Linked DNA regions of Danio rerio: region 2 is linked to region 1. Evidence: chromatin contacts called from public Hi-C data. All regions are on one chromosome and are shown on one strand. The core of a region is the stretch at or near the end of the contact, and the rest is flanking DNA. Distances in the headings are between cores, read along the strand shown. Region 1 overlaps nol4la (nucleolar protein 4-like a). Region 2 holds the start of nol4la (nucleolar protein 4-like a).

Region 1 (2,714 bases), core at 124-2,623:
CAAATGCTGCCTCAGTCTTTCAGGTCATGATGAGTCCGTAGTTTTGGCATAATGGTAAAGGTTTGGTGAGGAAAATTGACTTTGAAGCTTTTTTATTTTATATTGTTATTTTTTATTTTATTATATTTTGTTTTGTTTTATTTTTTAAGTTTTATTTTTTATTTATTCTTTAATTATATTGTATTATATTTTATGTTATTTATTAATTTTATTTAATTTTTTATTATTTTTGTGTATTTTTTTATTTTACATTTTTAATTGTTTAATTTAATTTGTTTTATTTATTTTTTATTTATTTTAATTTATTTTTTATTTTATTTAATTTTAATTGAATGATATTATATTTTATTTGTTTTTATTTATTTTATTTTTCCATTTTATTTTATTTTTACTGAAAATGTTTATATTAATTAATCAACAATTACTGCAGATTAATAGATTGAAGTCTATAAAGATAAGTTCAAAAATGGATGTTGATATTTTTTAAGAGTATATTTTATTTTAATTTACTTTATTTTTTATTTAAGTTAATAAATTGAAGACTTTGAAGTTAAGTTCTAAAGATATATGTTAATATTATATATATATATATAAATAATCAATTTTAAAGCATTAATAAAACTATAGAAAAATAAGTTAAATTAAATTGGGAAAATACATAATTGTAATTGCATATACATTTATAATACAAGCTATATTATTATTATTATTTTACTAATACCATTATTAATAACTATATTCATATTAATGTAGCTGTTGAACACCATGTAACTATGTTATAATTACTTTTTTAACTTGTGCATTTTTAGATATGTATCAATTCAAGTTTAGTCATGGTTAGTGTGACTAAAATAAGGTCACCCCTTCTGTCCTGACCCACTACCTCTCATACTGCTGCTGTCTGCACAGTGCCCTCTAGTGGTGGCCTGAGGTAAATGCAACCTTGCTTTATTGAGCCTGAGACCACTAAAGGGGCACCTATAATACCACTCCCTTAGATTTCAGGCATTTCCATTGTAACTTTTTATTATAAAATGAAATTAATTCATGTGGCTATAAAATATTACAATATTACTTGACCACTTAAACAAGTGAGAAAAGAGGGCCATTTATTGTTTCGGGACACACAAAGGGAAAGAAAGCACCCCCGATATTGAAGATGCAGAAGGGTGTTTTTTTGTGTGTGTGTGTTATGTGTGTGTGATTCAGGGGTGGCAGGGGGCTGCACAATGTCCTTGGGGCAACGTTCACCTCGTCTCCTCAGCCCGTGCCCCGGAGAGCCCTGCTGTCAGGTCTCATAGCACGAGCAGCCCACAGAGAGCAGCCCTGCCAGCCGGGGAGGAGGGGGCAGTCTGGGAGCATGGCATTCTGGGAGGTGCGGTTTTCCCCAGTTGGCCTTTTCCCTCTGTGCCGCCTGAAGGGGGGAGGGTGCTGGGCCTGCTATTCCTACTGCTCCATCACCCTCTCTGTGTGAAGGTCGCACTCAGAAAGCCTCCAGGAGAAGAAAGCTAGAGCAGAAGAGAATGGAGGGAGAGGGGATAGAGATGAGAGACACCAGAAAAGACTGGAAAAGAGAGGAAAGCAGGCATTGAGGAGGAGGAAGGAGTTGTAGAGCATTCAGTTGCACGCGCATTGTTATTAGTGTGGAAAACCTACAATGCTTCCTAAATAAGCAGCTGCCTTCTGAAGCAAAGTGGACAGCCTTTATGCTGCAGGCACTGAGTGTCTTAAAATGTATCATCAGTGGGGAGCTTAGAACGCAGGAGAGCTTCACATTGCTGGATAAATTAAAAACAATGTTTAGAGATTAGATAGATAGATAGATAGATAGATAGATAGATAGATAGATAGATAGATAGATAGATAGATAGATAGATAGATAGATAGATAGATAGATAGATGAATAGACAGACAGATAGACAGACGGATATATATACAATAGGTTGACACAGACAGACAGACAGATATACAGTAAATAGAGACACAGACGAATAGACAAAAACGAAAGAAAGAAAGAAAGAAAGAAAGAAAGAAAGAAAGAAAGAAAGAAAGAAAAAAAAAAAGAAAGAAAGAAGTTGCTACCAATATCAAACACACCTGCCTGTAATTATTAAGTGCTGCTTCAGGTCCTTATTAATTGATTGAGATTTTTGATCAGGGTTGGTGCTGAACTCTGCAGGAAGGTAGGCCTCCAGGAACAGGGTTGAGCACCCTTGATTTAGAAGCTTCTGAAGTGAACCTCCACAGTGGACACTTGACTGTCCCATGAGGCCATAAGACAGCATTTGTGAATGACAGTAAAGCAACGCAACTGCTTGTAGGTCATGTCATAAGACAATGACAACATATTCATCGTAAATATAACAGAACAATTGAATTTTGCAATAAAGTTTGTGTGTAGTCAAAATGTACAGTGTTTATTGTGCTTGTGCACATTGTTATTTTTTATTGAGCAAAAAATCTTTGCGAGTTAATCCTCTGAAAAAAAGTGTGTTTTGTTAATCTTCAATCAAAGTCTGATCGTTTGCTTCTGCGTTTGGAGTTGTGGTCCTTCTACGTTAGTTTGAAGACTTAAAACAATATTCTTAACCACGCCCTCTCAACCTTATTTGCTATGAGTGAATGATGTGCATCTCCTCCCCCTACTCAATTTAAGTACATCAACATTCTGAAATAAAGCCACAGTTCTGCATTCAGAACAGAATGTTTTATTG
Region 2 (2,714 bases), core at 99-2,598, 46 kb before region 1:
ACCTTTCTCTCCCTGCTTGTTGTAACCACATGCGTCATAGTTGTCACCGCTGGTTATAATGGTGTACTGTAGTCCAGAGACAGTCAGACAGTCAGTCTTCACATATGGTGTCCCACACACACACACACACATGCTCAGTCTGCTGTGACTTAAGGGCACACACAGATGTATAAACAAACATATTTACACACATATAAAAGACCTTTATAAATGACCCTCTGTGTCCATCAAGAGTTCAAGTCTGTCCCATTAGTGAAGACCTCCCTCCTTCAGCATCTTCAGCCTCTGCTTCTCCCCCATTCACTGCTCATTTCCTGTTACTTGGTTACCGGTTGCCTCGAACTGCTTGGGCCAATTGCGTTGCCATGGCAACCATGCCCATTCTGTCATCTCCCAACAGCCTCTTGGCTCTCCTGTCCTGACATTCCCCGCTGCCCCCCAGCCCGAGCGCCCGGGTCCTGGCCCACCCTGCGCCAATGTCCCGCGAGGCTGTCTGTGTGTGTTTGCCCGCCTGTGTTCAGTCGTGTGTTTCTTCCCTCCCCCCCGATTCTTCCTCAGTCAGGACGACAAACAGACCGACCACCTCCCTGTACAAGCAATTTAACACCTGCTGAAGAATTCATGCCTGATCTGCATGGAAAGACAGAGGTGAAGAGACAAACCCTGCTGAAATAAACAACAGAAGCCATCATATAATTTGTAATGTTTTGTCATGGATATGTGGGAAATTGCATTGGTTTTAATGAAACTGTAATGGTGGTTTAAATATCCACTGGTAATTGTTTGGGCCTTCTATTGGTGGCATGTTGAAAACAAGAAATCCTAATAGAATAAGTCCCAAAACACATTAGATATCGTTAAAACTGGTTTTGATCGGCAGACTTTGATGGATTGTATTGTTCTAAAGATATGTGTAATCTATTAGTAGTTCTGTGATGGCTTCCATTGTTTGCTTTTGTTTTTCAGCAGCAAGGACTGAGGCAAGAAACTGGAAACAGCTATTCATAGTTGTTCCTGGAGAAATAAAACACAGAACAAAATGCCCAAACAAGTATAAAATGTAGCATGTTGGTGGTCCTCGATGACTTAAATTCAATATTTTACTGATTTTGAAGTCTTATGATGCTAATTAGTTTGAATCTCTTGTGGCGAAATGTTTAGAAGAGTGATTTTTTTCCCTCGATGCTCTGCATTCAGAATATATATTTTTTTATAAATGAAATAAGTGAGATAGTTCGGTCATTACTCTGGAAAAAATAAATGAAGTGAATTAACTGATTGGATTTATTTAGCATCTCCCAGACAAAAGCCTACAGCATTATAAGTGCAGTTTCGCGACTGAACTTTAGGTGGCAGCAGCGAATAGATCATCCGTCAACTTCACATTAGGCCTCAACTGAGAAACATTAATGTTTGTTGTCAGTTTTTAAACTTCATGGGATTCAGCTTTCCTTCTCAGCCTATGTTTTAATCTCTCAATTATTTTAGGTCTGATAAAATCGGTCAAATGTTTTGTCGAGAGAACTTGATAAAACAGCTTTGACGAACGGAGCGTTGGCCTCAAGTTATATTACAGGTAGGTATAGTTCACCTCAAAACGAAAATTCTATTGTCATATTGTTGCAAACCGCCTTTCTTCTGTAGAGCACATGTAATGGTATTTTGTTGAGGGTTTAATCTGTCCTTGTTCATAATGAAAGTAAACAGTGATCTTAGGCCCAGTTTTCAATTGACATTGAGATATGTTTTCTTCAATTTGATCACAAGTTTACGAATACATTTTGAAACATGAACAAAGAACAATGTCCTACCTTGTTAAATTGTCCTAACGTTACCTTCCATTCAAAAAGTAGGTTGCACATTTTGATGCAATATGCTAACTTACCTATCAGATTTTGCTACCAGTGTAAATTTTAATGTGGAATAGTGTGATATGAAGCCCTAACCTAAATAATCCCTATCTCCAACCTCAGAACCATTCAAATTAGGGATGTCGCGATACCATAAATTTACGATACTATACCAGCTGAAGTATCGTGACACCATTGGGATACTGTAATTCATAATTCAAATTTATGAAATATAGAAAATTGTCAGAAATACTATATTTATGTTATAAAATGTCTACTTGAATTTAATTCATAATTCCCTTATTATTGAAAAAGTATTTGCACATCTGCACTTCACCTATAATGCATTAGTTCTTTTTGTTTATTTTGTAGATAAATGACCAACAAAAAATACATTAAAAAAAGATACAAATTATACAGAAAGAAATTTGTTACAAAAATGTTCATTTTGTACAAAATGTGGCTATATGAAGAGGTCAAAAATTGTTTCAATGTTTGCTCTTTTGGGCTTTTTTTTGTTTTTCAGTCTTATCAGCTAAGAATCCAACATAATTCAAAATTTCACTTTGTGAGTCGTTCTTTTTAAGAGATTGTTGCAGTTGTTGTGGCTACTAAATCATATTGACAGAAACAGAAATGAACTGATTCAGATGTGCGTTCGAACTGAATCATCAGAAAACGTATAACAGGCTACCACGAAAGCCATGATTTCTACATACTTTTGCAACCTTAAAGTACTTCACAGACTATTCAAATAAAATGGTCTATTGTTGCACAAATGTGTGAGCATTTTAGTGACTTTTTCACGTGCAGCTTTATGTATTGTAGATTAATGACGATACTGCCATTTACAAAGTGCAGTGG

The links. Hi-C and Micro-C count contacts between places; a contact is called where the count stands out from the background.
Region 2: a Hi-C map of embryo shows a contact between it and region 1, with 2.4 times the contacts expected there. The contact joins the promoter of nol4la here to the enhancer-like site in region 1. A contact is called at or near these places in 6 of 18 Hi-C or Micro-C datasets (caudal fin, embryo, hematopoietic stem cells and 1 more) and 1 of 4 datasets of contacts at active chromatin or transcription factors (embryo).

The regions. Positions count from the first base shown.
Region 1 is chr8:25,184,385-25,187,098 of GRCz12tu, reverse strand. All of the region lies in intron 2 of nol4la (nucleolar protein 4-like a), which reads left to right. Among named protein-coding and RNA genes, the nearest start is that of nol4la, 46 kb to the left of the region's middle. Within about 2 kb of position 1,373, at least 4 of the 62 cell types and tissues checked have an H3K27ac peak or open chromatin away from gene starts, as enhancers often do.
Region 2 is chr8:25,230,224-25,232,937 of GRCz12tu, reverse strand. It overlaps nol4la (nucleolar protein 4-like a), which reads left to right and starts at 1,348. Exons shown (of 11, transcript XM_073910355.1): 1 at 1,348-1,576. LOC141375629 (a long non-coding RNA gene) reads right to left here. Exons shown (of 4, transcript XR_012384310.1): 4 at 2,190-2,714.